2 separate regions of the Macaca mulatta genome follow, and region 2 is linked to region 1. A link is a contact called in public Hi-C data. All regions are on one chromosome and are shown on one strand. Each heading gives the region's core, a stretch centred on a gene start, on an enhancer-like site or on the middle of the called end of the contact. The rest is flanking DNA. Distances are from core to core; before and after follow the strand shown. Region 1 overlaps HIPK2 (homeodomain interacting protein kinase 2). Region 2 overlaps HIPK2 (homeodomain interacting protein kinase 2).

What was found. Hi-C and Micro-C count contacts between places; a contact is called where the count stands out from the background.
Region 2: a contact with region 1 is called in a Hi-C map of blood, with 4 times the contacts expected there. The contact joins two enhancer-like sites. A contact is called at or near these places in 2 of 14 Hi-C or Micro-C datasets (blood and liver).

Annotation. Positions count from the first base shown.
Region 1 is chr3:179,480,752-179,487,528 of T2T-MMU8v2.0, reverse strand. The region is part of intron 2 of HIPK2 (homeodomain interacting protein kinase 2); the gene reads left to right. Among named protein-coding and RNA genes, the nearest start is that of CLEC2L, 130 kb to the right of the region's middle. Within about 2 kb of position 2,663, at least 11 of the 40 cell types and tissues checked have an H3K27ac peak or open chromatin away from gene starts, as enhancers often do. A contact at or near this core is called in blood, where this site is marked.
Region 2 is chr3:179,565,495-179,572,271 of T2T-MMU8v2.0, reverse strand. The region is part of intron 1 of HIPK2 (homeodomain interacting protein kinase 2); the gene reads left to right. Among named protein-coding and RNA genes, the nearest start is that of HIPK2, 46 kb to the left of the region's middle. Within about 2 kb of position 3,666, at least 15 of the 40 cell types and tissues checked have an H3K27ac peak or open chromatin away from gene starts, as enhancers often do. A contact at or near this core is called in blood, where this site is marked.

The sequences.
Region 1 (6,777 bases), core at 1,414-3,913:
CCAACCCAGCACTTGCCCACCTGGGAAGGATATTCTCAAGAGCATGAGGCTATTGACATCACATTCCTTTTCCAAAAATATGCAAAGGACTATAGAATTGTTCAAGAAACAGTGATCCCGTGCTTGGCTACTTAATTCCTGAGTAAGCCACTCTGAAAACTGATTATGATCCTGTTTCAAATGGAGAATTGGGAGAAGGCCAATAAAGGGTATATTATTGTATCTTGTAGGAGGGAAGAATCCGGCAGATATTCACTGAGTTATGGCGCCAGAGCCTTCCTCTCTAATGTTATTGTAAATAATTGTTAGAGTAGAAAGCCAGATCGGCAAAGCAAGACTCCAGCATTGCACTTCCTCTCCACGGAGGTCTTATATAACGAAGCCCTTCATAAACAAACGTTGCAGAAACTTAACATCGGATCTCTCCTATTACAGTTCACACTGTGTAATGTAAAGTGGAATAATCGTTTTACATTCCTTGTAAGTTCTAAGAAGTTCCTTCTGGGGCAGCTGTTTACTAACCCTTTTTTGTTTGTTTAATAAAAGAAAACAAGTTGTGTCCCCTCCTCAGTGCCCCCACTAGAGAGCGAAACACAGTAATTCCGTATAAGTATTTCATTTGTCCCCCTCCAGCTCGCCTGTCTCCTAAGAGTCACGAACTCAAGTGCCTCCCGGGCTAGGCAGGCGATCAGTGAGCTAGTCATGGTTAAGGCCTGCATCTGGTGACACACACGTGCAGAGGGCAGCGTTGTCCAGCCCCAGGTCATTGTGGACAAGAACTGACAAGTGGCCCAGAGTCACTTGTCAGAGCTTTTGATTTTCAGCAGGAAATCCAAACATTTAGGAATATCACCTGAGTTCTAAATGTTAATAGCTAGTTGAAAAAACTTATTATCTATGCAGGCCAAAGAGTGTCTGTCTCAGGTTCATCCTGTGGGATAGCAGTTTGCAAACTTCATGCCATCCGTTCAGTCTTGCCTGCATTTGGGTGCTTGGAAGTCCTCCTCAGGCCTCATTTTTCTTGTGCCTCCTACCTTTTTAGAATGTGCTTCGTTGGTTCCCATCAGGGCAGGGCAGGGGCTGGATGGAGGACCCATTGCTGTGTTGGGTATCAGGCGGTGCTCACCTAAGGCTTGTCGGTAGCACAAGTCTAGAGCTTCTCTGCGTGCTCCCTCCCCTCTTAGAGATGCCCAATGAATATCTGTCACTGCATAATGAAGTACCTCAAAATTCCATGGCTGACACAATAAACATTATCTCACAGTTGCTATGCTCCAGGAATTTGGGAGCAACATGACAGGACACTTCCCACTCAAGTTCTGTCATGAGGTGGCAGTGAGCTCTCAGCCTGGGCTGCCGTCACCCAAGGGCGTGACTGGGGCTGGAGGGTCCTCTTCCTAGGTGGGTCACTGTTGTGGCTGGCAAGCCAGTGCTGGCTGTTGGCCAGAGGCCTGGGTTCCATCCACATGGATCTCTCCACAAGGCCATTGATTGTCCTCTTCCGGAGTAAGTGATTCAAGACAGAGCAAAGCAGAAGCCACACGTTGTCATTTCTACACTGTCTTATTGGTTACACAGGCTTGCCCTTTTCCGTGTGAAAGGGGACCACACCAGGGTGTTGACTTCTAGGAGGACTGGGTCCTCAGGGGCCATCTTAGGGGCTGGCTGTCACAGCTATAATCATAGCCCTCAGTCAGTCCCTTATAACCAAATGGTCCAACCCTGAGAATAGTTTTAAAAAAAAAAAAAAAAACCCAAGGGAATAAAATATATATCATAGTGATTTGCACCTAATATTTAGCCCACTTACTATTGTGTTCCTAAGATCAGCTTCAGAAATTAAATATCCTTTTTTTTTTTTTTTTTTTTGAGATGGAGTCTCACTCTGTCGCCCAGGCTGGAGTGCAATGGCGCGATCTTGGCTCACTGCAATCTCCGCCTCCTGGGTTCAAGCGATTCTCTTGCCTCAGCTTCCTAAGTAGCTGGGATTACAGGTGCATGCCACCACACCCAGCTAATTTTTGTATTTTTAGTAGAGATGGGGTTTCACCATGTTGGCCAGGCTGGTCTCGATCTCCTGACTTCAGGTGATCCACCCACCTTGGCCTCCCAAAGTGCTGGGATTACAGGTGTGAGCCACCATGCCTGGCCTAAATACCGTATTTTTTATATCCCATCTTAGAACTGTCTTCCCTGAATGTGTCTCGAATCACTTTTTAAAAATATATTTTAAAATCGTACCCATACCACCTCTTCAAGCGATAGACTGAGGTGTACCAAACAGAAGAACTCTTGCTTCTCAAGGGAACCCTTTCGCTTGTTGCTTACCCCTGTATGCTTCCAGGGGTATTCCTAGGTATTCCTAGGTCTCTCAGTTGCCCGAGCAACTAAGTCTAACCAACTTCTCTACTAAACCTAATGTTTTGTAAAGATTTGAAAGGAAAAATCATCCTGAACAAAGAGTAGTCCCTGCTTTGGTATACCAGAAGCACTTGTGAAGACAGGTGGCCTCAGAAGTTTTCTGGGACCCTCTGAATTGGTAGGAGAGGGGCACCAGTTAATCAGAGGCACAGACAGGGAGGAGCAGGGTTGCTCCTGTTCCTGCCGCAGTATCCACTTCTGGGACCCACTTTCCAACCCACCTCCCAACTCAAACAGTAGGAGACACACACACACACACGCATACCCTCGGGCTCTACGTCACCTTTGCCTCCTTCAAGACCACCCTTAATATTCATTTTAACCAGATTTCGCCTGAATAAAAACGTGAAGGGGAAGGAAAGGTGCCCAGTGTGTTTTCCCCTAGGAAAATGCTTACTGGTAACGAGTCTTATTTGCTCAATAAACAAAACCTTAGGCTGGGAACTGAAGGTCAGCACGGGCAGCATCCACGGCTGTGCGCCGGGGCTCTGGGGCCCTGTAACATTTGCACGTGTACCTGGGGGAAGGGGTGCTGCATTGGCCCGCCCCCCGCAGCTGCCCGCCGCGGCAGTGGTCACTGAGTCGGGGTGTGGGGAGGTGGAAATGAAATGCATAATTCATAGGCCGCGGTGACGTGCAGTCTGTGGGAGGGGTGGTAATTACAGAACTGAGAAATGAGGCTGCAGTGGACAAGTCACCTCTAGGTTAGAGGCTGCTATGATAGATGGCCTGCATTGTTCTCTTTCTGACCTTTTTCTGAACTTCCCCTTAGAAGAACAGAGGAAATACAGTGCTGCCTTTTCCCATCTTGTTTTTGAATAATACCTTCAGACGCCAGCTTTTAGAGTTTCTGTTCTTCCGTTTGGGGTTTTGTTTCCCGCCCCATGCTTTGCTGCTTTCCATAGAAAAATCGAATCACCAATGACTTTATCCTAGTATTAATGGTAAATACAGACTACACAAATATTTGTCCACACTGAACACAATACATTTGGGGAAAGGAAAAAAACCCCACAGCACCCTTTCCCTCCCTCTGCTCCGCCCTCCACTGCCAAGCAAGACAGTCCCGAGAGCCATCCTCCATAAGGATGCAGATGGGGCTGATAGAAGTGTGGGGGGCGTTGCTCGGTAGGAAAGATGATGGAACCTAAGCCCTGGCTTGCAGAATAAAGTCATTTTAACCAGACGTGAAGGTACAAGCAGGAACGATGCTCACTAATATTTAAGCTATTGATGGACTCCCAGGGGGAAAAGTAATAAGGCTGGGGACTGTGTGCCGTATTCCCTTCATCAGCCTTTCCACTGTGCAACCCGAAAGCTGCGACATCGTTTCCCTCCACACTTCTCTCTGCCGCTATTGATTTCCTGGTCTGAACTGTGACTCCCTAGTGATGGCCTGTAACTTTGGGTTCTGTGATCATGTGAAGTCTATCAACCTCTCTACAGTCAGGGAAACCCAGAAGAGGGAAGAGGGAAGGCTTCCGTTTGATTTTCACACAAGCAAGAATTACTAAAGAGTTAGGCAGAATTGTTCACTCAGCCTCAAAACTGAATCTCAGTTTGAATCTTTGGGGTATGTGGGGTTGTTTTGTTTTTGAAAAATGTACCCTTTTTGAGGCCAAATGAAAAGGAACTAGACAGTTCTGTGTCAGAGCCTTTCAGACTGGGGGTGGAATCTGGTTAGCTCCATTTAGTGGGTTAATGTCGATTGAACCCCTGCTGTGTGCATCACCACCCTGAGCTGTGTGGCAGCTGAGCACTTCCCTGGGAAGCAAATGTAGGTTCTGTCTCCTCAAGGAACTTTTGATCTCTTGGGGGAATCCGGGACAAGCCTAAATACAACCATACAAAGACCTACTTACACAGCTGACACTACAGAGACAGGCCTGCCAGGCAGGCGCTCACTGACTTCCAGTGATGCCACAAAACTTTTCTTCTTTAGCAAAAAAAGAAACTAAGCTGTTCATACCAATGATCACTGTCATTCTTTCAAACATCTTACAGGGTTTTTTATGGGTTTAATTGCTTATGGATTTTTTTTAATTTTCAAAATCTCCCTAGCTGCCTTTCTCCACTTACTCTCTCTTCTTCTTCAGGTAGATGAATAGTATCTCCTTTATCACCCACTATTCCTCAGCATGCATATATATATATATATATATATATGTATTCCTCAGTATGTGTGTGTGTGTATATATATATATTTTAAGATACAAACTCCCTATGTCTAACTTCTCCTTTTAAAAAGTGGAGCTTTATAGGTTTCTATTCAGATTTCACCATTGAAATCCTTATTATCATAGAAGAACTAAAAGAGCTCGCTCCCTACCACTTATTTCCTTAAAAGTAAATAAACAGTAAGAAATCCCAGTTTTCACTTCTTCACACAATCAGTTTCTCAGTTCAGCAAACATCTGTGTATTGGGTATTTACTGTTCGTAGCACAGTGCTTGGTGGTAGGAAAGAAGATGATGAAACCACAGTCTCTTCTAGCTCATGAGTGTGAACAATGACACACAATGTCTGTGGACACTGACCCTCTTACCCCAGTAGACAAGGCTCTACGCTGGGTACTATGAGGTGTACAGAGATCAGTCATGCACAGGCAATGGCCTTGGGATGCTTCCAGTCTAGGAGCTGATTATAGATTATTCTCATTAAAAAAAAAAAAAAAAAAACTGTCAGTGCAAGGATGAGTGAAAGAGCTGAATTGGCAGTAAAGACATCGTTAGCAATGTAGGAATAGAGCACAGGAGGGAGCCTCAGTCAGCAGGGAGTGCTAGAGCAGGTAAGGTTTGAGTAGAAAGCCTTGAAGGCTTCCCATGAGAGCCAGGCCAGATGTGCTTTCCACAGGGCCACGGACAGAGCTGTGGAGGGGAAGCCTGGGTGTGCTCAGGGAGAGTCCAGGACCGCCAGGAGTCTCAGGTGCTGCCTCACTGCCCCTCACTCTTCCTTCTCTGGCTTCCCTCAAGAGTCCCTCCCTCCCTTCCTCCTGCCTTCCTTTCTTCCTTTCTCCACCTGAAGCTCCCGCTGATGTGGGACAGCTCCCTGATTCCACAACTGGTTAGCTCAGTTGGCTGCAGTAGTGTTCCAGGCTCACGAGAACAAAATGAGCATTCTCGTCTCTTTTGCTGAATGTTGCTCCATTCCAGAGGCACTGTAGGAGAGTCCCTGCTCTTGGACTACAAAGAGGCCCCATTGTTAGGATAAGAAAACTGGTTTATGAGAAGATGGAGCAGTGGTATCCTCATCTGAACAACTTCCTTTCCTTTCCTTTGTTTTTTTTTTTTTTTTTTTTTTGAGACAAGGTCTTATGTCACCCAGGCTAGAGTGCAGTGGCGTGATCACAGCTCACTGCAGCCTCGACTTCCCAGGCTTATGCCATCCTCTTACTTCAGCCTCCTGAGTAGCTAGGACTACAGGTGTGCACCATCATGCCTGGCTAATTTGTTTAAAAAATTTTTGTAGAGACAGGGTTTTACTGTGTCGCCCAGGCTACTCTTGAACTCCTGGCCTCAAGTGATCCTCCCGCCTTGGCTTCCCAAAGTGCTAGCATTACATGGGTGAGCCACCATACCAGCCTTAAGGGAACCCTTTATTCCCTTACCCAGTGGGTCGCGTCCCTCTGTCTCCATAGGAGTTAAAGGTTCAGGTGGCTTTCGGAGCCTGTGTCTGCTGCACTTTAGTGCCCCCTAGTGGGAGGTGTAAAGAGCCAGCTTAGTATTTCCTCTGTGACCCAAACACAAGAAGGCCAACTTTGGTTTGGTTTGGTTTGTTCTTTTTCAGCTCCTTTAAGAAAAGTTGAGTGTTGGAAGGTTTTCCCTGAATAAGCTGCCCTTGGCTGGAGACCTGGAGTTTATGCCCATTTTGTTTGACAAGACCTTCTTGTTCCTAACTCCTGCTGGAATAACCAACGAGTCACCGTGAGAGCTCGCTCTTGTCCAGACCACAGCAGGTCCTAACCAGGTGTGCTATGAGCAGACGGGCCGTGGCCACATTTACTCTGTGGATGCTTCCTGCTCTAAAATTGGGTAAAAAACATACCCTCAGTGAGTCCTGTTCTGCTGGTTTGATGGTGTGCATGTCTCCGGAGAGCAAGGCCATCCTCATCCACCTGGCTCCCCTCACCCCACTCACACCTGCCTGCTTGGAGTCAGGCCGCGTCCTGTACTTACAGGGTCAGAGCCTACTCCATTGGCCAGGAGTAGTGGCTTTATTTGGAAACTTGCTTCGGTAGGGTGTTGGTGGGTTTTGGCCCTGCTTTCTCAGTAGTTTTCCACCTAACACACAATGCAGGGAGGGAGACTCCTCAGACGATACCTGTTTTATTGGAATATCCCTTAGGCTGCAATGGAA
Region 2 (6,777 bases), core at 2,417-4,916, 84 kb before region 1:
ACTCTGGCCTCTAGAGTCCTCAGCTTAGCAGATTTGGAAATTTGACTCCATAAATTTAAGGATTATTGGGTTCTAAAAGACTGGTTCATACTAACTAATTCTATAAAAGGCTGATGGATCAATCTGAATAATTTAAAGAGAGAGAATCCTAGCATCCAGAGAAGCTAGGCCTACATATCTAGGTGTTTTCTCCTTGGTCAGAAGGTCCTCTCTGGAATCCCAGTAAGAGATGAGAAAGTTGCTGATTTAGCACAGAATTTAAGCAAAAGGCTTAAGTGGTCGTGTACTTCTAAATGTATTTATAAATCATGAAAACATTCTCTGCTCATGGTATACTTCTCTTAAAAGAACCTGCGTGAGACATCTAGAATCAAATATTCCCTTCCCCCCTCAACAGTGAAAAACCTATAACTTACTTCTAGACTTCACTAAGATTAGTGTCAATTACCTTTGTAACATCATCTCTCTTTATTTAGGTGTGACATATTGTAGTTATGCCAAGTTGGTAGATACTCTCATTAATTAAATTTTACATCATTTTGAAGTAACAAATCAGATGGCTTGTCAAATCCTGGTTTTGTAATTTTTGAGGGTTCCTTCTTTTAGGGTCTGCAGATCTCTATTTATAAATTAGTACAGCATAACACTCCTATGAGGGAAATGATAAATGTGTGCCTTGATTCTAGAAATCACAATCTAAACACCATACGAGTTAGGAGTCCACAATAGTGTGTATTTGGCCATTAGTGAATCAGTGGTCCCCTGGGTGTGTGAGCCATGCTATTTTTAAAACCATTGCTGACTTCAGTGATAAAGAGAGTACAGAATGTGCCTTCCCAGCCTTGTGAGCTTACCATGAGTAATACCCATGGTTATTATGATGTCAGAACTTAAATATTCTTTACCAAGAACACAACCGTGGTGTCATGGAGTATGAGAATGCATTTGGGGGCAGGGTGCGGAAAGTCCATTTTTCCCAGAGAAAACATCAGCCCAGGGTAAAAGCTGATTCTCCCATGGGGGCACTTAGGCCTGTATGCAGCAGTGTCGGACTCCTGTTGTCAGTGTGAAGGGCATCTTCCCATTTTAGTCACCAGAGAGTGACTTGCGTCAAAGTTTGCAAACCAAACCAGAACATTTGTCACTGAAGATCCCGTGCCTTCCCCTTGTTCAGAAAAGTTATTGGGTGGGGGATTCGTGCGCGCACACTTGAAATCACTAACACTGGTGATGATGAGAGTTGTTTCAGCATTTGACACATTGATCTTCTGAAGCATTCTCATGGGGCACAGAAGTGATGCTAAAATATGGAAGAAAGGGACTGAACTATTTCGGAATTTTAAAGTTGTCTTTAAAAACGTGTGCTCTGGTTTTGCTAGTTGAGCATCACAATAGCATTACACTGAACCACGTTAATTGTGACTCATTAGGGATGGCAGCATTAAGGAATATTCCAGCACTGGTTAGGATAGACTAAGTTATACAGCAGTAACAAACAACAGAGGTTTGTTTCACACTTGCGCCACATCTTGGGTCAGCTGGGGTCTCTGCTCTTTGTTACCCTCTTCCACTAACCAGGCGAAGGAGCTACTCCTCCCCGGACCATGGTTGGTTACCGTAATATCAGGGAAAGAGGAGTCACACACTGGCCGGAAAGGCTTTTGCCTGGGAATGCTACTTCTCACGTACTTTTTTTTGTCCAAGATGGATCATTTGGCTCAGGCTAATTCTAAGTTACATGGCTTAGCTTACCTGAATTACAGCACAGCTTTTCAAAGTCAAGGGTGTAAGACAGTGTATTAGGATACAGACGAAAATTTGAATATGTATACTTTATCCCACTTTATCCTTTAAATTTTTCTATATTTGTGTTTTTGGTTAATGATACTGTATTAGAAAGTAAAACATAGATTATTTTTAAGTATAAAAATCACGTATATCAGGAGTGTCCTTTTTCTTCCTGATTAAGTGCTTAATCAAAAAAGTTGAGGTCATTGTTTATACAGTAGATACAAATCTGCAATAAGCATATTGTACATAGAAACTGGGTCTCAGTTATGACCAAGGATAGTGCTTTTGGTTAAAATGTTACATGGAAAAGAGATGCAGAAGCTTTGAAAGTAAATTCTATTCTGTGTTAGCTCGGCCTCAGGGAGCTAGCTGACCACCCTCCCCTCAGTTTTCACTAAATGCTTGTTTAGGACTGTATTAGTCTGTTCTTGTATTGCTATAAAGAAATACCTGAATCTGGGTAATTTATAAAGAAAAGAGGTTTAATTGGCTTCTGCTTCTGCCGGCTGTACAGGAAGCATGATGCTGGCATCTGCTCAGTTTCTGGGGTGGCCTCAGGAAACTTACAGTCATGGGGGAAGATGAAGGAGGAGCCAGCCTTTCACATGGCCAGAGCAGGAGCAAGAGAGAGCAAGGGTGGAGGTGCCACACACTTCTAAACCAACAGATCTCGCAAGAGAACTCAGTCCTATTGCAAGGACAGTACCAAGATGTATGGTGCTAAACCATTCTTGAGAAGCAACCCCCATGATCCAGTCACCTCCCACCAGGCCCCACCTCCAATACTGGGGATTGCCATTCAAGATTTGGGTGGGGACGCTGATCCAAACCATATCAGGGACTCACTATTTTTTTTATATATATATATAAAATATATATGTATGTGTATATGTAAAATATATGTATGTATATATGTGTGCATATATATACACATATAAAATATGTTATATATATTATGCATGTTATATATGTCATATATTATATATAATATATGTTATATATGTATGTTCATTTACTCCTCAGAAGGACCCTATGAAATATTACTGTCTCCACTTTAAAGATGAGGGGATAGAGGCAGAAAGGGGTTAACTAACTTGCTGAGATCACACATTTAGAAAGGGCAGCACTGGCATCTGACCTAGTTGTTGAGAATGCAGAAACAATCTGAAAATGAGCTCTTGGAGTACAGACCCCTAGGAAGAGAGGGACGGCCTACATCACCAAATGCCATCCTTTCTGTTTTAAAGCAAGATATAGGAGAGCTATCAGACGTCTTAGATGTACGCCAGGAGGAAGGCGCCCCACTGCAAGAACCAGTATTATCTGAGTGGGCACCTCCTCCCAGCACTGGGTGTAAGTGGCTCAGTGCCATGGAGTTGTTGGGTAATAACGCTAGGACTGGCTTGATGACAGTGACTCACAGTAGAAAAATGTCCTTGCAACAGACCAAAGAACCCACTTTAATTTGCACAGCTTAGAATGGGCCACTGGTTGCCCTGCCAAAGGATCCCTGTACCAGCTGATTTTCATATCCACACACACACACACACACACACACAAAAGCACCTATTTAAATATTGCAAATAATAGTGCATTGCATTTTTATTGTGCTTTATAGTTTACAAAGCACATTACAATGCTACTCTATTATTGTGAGTATGCTCCCACTATGATTTCACTTGCCTTCTCTCTTCTCACCTTTTTCTCATCTGTAGTTTCTTTTTCCTTTTCCTCATCTGTAGTTTCTTTTTCCTTTTCCTCTCAGCATCCCTGCCAACTTTCCCCACACTCCAGCTTTCTTCCTTTCATTTCTTCCTGCTCTTCTCTCTCCCTGCGAGTTGTGGAGGTGGTGCCTTTCCCAAAGTGATCCCTAATTGAGTTTAGTCAGATGTCAGTTAAAGGCAACTGAGGGGAATGAAACAATTCTCCAAGGAACAAAAGAGTTGTAACATGGAGCTCCGGTTGTAAATAGCAGTTGCTATTTAAATCGAGTAAGAAGGATGGATTATTGTGCTTTAAGAGGGGGATGAAATGAATCCTGTATTTAAAGAGAGCCCAGGGAAAAGGGTTTTCTGCGTCTCGCATCCCTGGCATCACTGTGTCTGCAAAACATCTTTCACAAAGTTTTCTTTGCAGTTAGAGAACAGCCTATGAGAGAAATGCTCAAAGAAATACATAAACATGAGTACAAGGAGTGTGCAAACAGGTGTTGCACTGAGAGCAGAACCCAGATGGCGGCCCTTTGTCCTGGTTTCTTTATATAACTCAGCAAGAAGTTGAGGTTTAGAAAAGGCAGGTTTGAGGAAGTGCCGTCTGTAGCCTCTTAACTGTGGACGTCGCTGATGAGAACAGATCAAACTTTAGATGCCTTCCTTAGAAATTTTGTTGTTTTGAAGTCAAACTTCAATCACAATGAACAAATATATTTGCATAAGAAGAGGAGGTGTATAGTACCCTGGCAGGAATTAAGACTAAAACGTGGGAGTAAAGCTGTAGATGCTTCTGTTGCTTTTCAACCAAGAGGCCACAGACACAGGCTGGGAGGCTGAGAGGGCAACCTGCCATTTGGCCAGCGCCACTTTGCGATTGTTAAAAATACTTTATCATAGCTTGAGTACAGATGTGCCTTTTCAACGAAATACATCCTGAGTTATTTTGCAGAGGGTACTCGTTTCATAGGGTGACTGTAACAAACTAACACAAACTGTTACTAGGTGGCTTAAAACAACAGAAATATCTTCTCTCACAGTTTTGGAGGAGGAGTTGGCAGGGTCACGTTCCCTCGGAGACTCCAGACAAATCCCCTCCTTGCCTTCTCCCGGCTTCTCATGGCTCCCAACAATGCCGAGCATCCCTTGGCTTACAGCTGCATTGCTGCAGTCTCTGCCTCTGTCGCTGTGTGGCCCCCATTCTGTGTATATGCCTGTGTCTCCTCTTATAAGTACACCAGTCATATGGGATTAGGGCTCACCTTAATGACTTTATTATAATTTGATTACCTCTGAAAAGACCCAATTTCCAAAAAAGATCACATTCACAGGTACTAGGGGTGAGGACTTAACATATCATTTGGTTGGGGGACACATAGTAATAGAATCTACACAGTTTTTAGTAGAAATGAAAATTAGGGCCAGGTGCGATGGCTCACGCCTGTAATCCTAGCACTTTGGGAAGCTGAAGTGGGTGGATCACCAGAGGTCAGGTGTTCGAGACCAGCCTGGCTAACATAGTGAAACCCCATCTCTACTAAAAATACAAAAATTAGCCGGGCATGGTGGCGCATGCCTGTAATCCCCACTCCTCAGGAGGCTGAGGCAGGAGAATCACTTGAACCTGGGAGGTGGAGGTTGCAGTGAGCTGAGATCTCACCACTGCACTGCAGCTTAGGTGACAGAGCAAGACTCTGTCTCCAAAAAAAAAAAAAAGGAAAAAAAAAAAAATTAGCAGTGACATGGTGACACCACCACCAAAATGGGAAAGAATAGAGTAGATTTCCAGTTCTGATTCTGTGTGCAGCAAACATTTCTGAAGTAGAACCTGAGTTAGCTCAAAAAGGCACCTCAGCTGTGGACTGGGCAGGAAATGGGTGTACAGTTAGTAAAACGCATTATTTTACTTTACTAACATAGTACCAGATATTTAAGGCTAACAAATTCACTTTTGCACAAAAGAGAAAAAGCCTACCAGATTTTTAGTCTTGATTTAGACTTTACCAAACATTTCTAAAGGATAGGAAAAGTCCATATGAAGCTTACCTTGCGTTGCCAGGCACACACCTGGCCTCACTATCTGCTGCAGGTCTGGTTAACTTGTCTCTTGAGGTGATCAGTGAGGATTTTGAACCAATAGTGAATGGAGGGACATTAGTATGTCATGTTAGGAAGTGGCTGAAAAATTCAGGGAAGGTGCTTTCGTAAAGGTTTGTGACACAAACACCTGAAAACTAGTACTGCTGAAACTTTAACCATCCTTATTTAGAACATTTCAGGGACCAAGTGAGCAGCCTTCTAGATCTTTGAAAAAACGTGGATTTAAATGGAATTCCTCTGGGTTGAAACCAGAAGTACAGCTGATTTTGTTTTTATAGTTTGTGGGTGTTTGCCTTTTTCATCCCATCAAGTTTATTTAAAAGGTTGTCTTCTTGAGATCCTCCATTGGAAAGAAAATGCAGGGTTGAAAAATGGAACAATGTGGATGGCAGGTGAGAGAGGGTGCGTGAGGAAGGACCAAGTCAGGGCTCCTCCTCGATGCTGAGGGGCATGAAGAGGGATGGCCTGACCTTGCCCGCCTGCTGCCAGCCACTCCTGAGGTGGCTTTGGGGGCCTACTTAGGTTCTGCCTCAGACACACACAGAATCAGAACTGGAAACCTAGTTTATGTGTTACTAATAAGCCACTCCCAATTCTCTCTCTCTGTTTCTCTCTCTCTCTCTCAGAGACAGGGTCTACTCTGTCACCCAGGCTGAAGTGCAGTGGTGCAATCATAGCTCGCTACAACCTCTACCTCCCAGCTTCAAGCGATCCTTCCACCTCAGCCTCCCGAATAGCTGGGACTACGGGTGTGCACCACCACACCTGGCTAATTTTTTTTTGTTTTTTGTAGAAACAGGATTTCACCATGTTGCCCAGATTGGTCTTGAACTTCTGAGCTCAAGCAATCCACCCACCTCAGCCTCCCAAAGTGTTGGAATTACAGGTGTGAGCCACTGCACCTGGCCCCTATTCTCTTTTATACCAAAGTGACTACAGTTGCCCCTCAGTAGATTGAGAGGTGCTTTCCTGTATGGCCTTTTTCAGAAGCGTTGTAACATCAACTCATGCAGAGCTTAATTTAAAATAGACACTATGCTTTTACTTGTTTCCATCTATGATATTAGACTAATTGAAATGAACTTATAGGTCCTTTAAGGCAAGATATAGAGAAAGCACAAAATGAAATGTCTTATCTCCGAAGAGACTTCTTTTGGCATGTGGTAGTTATTTAACC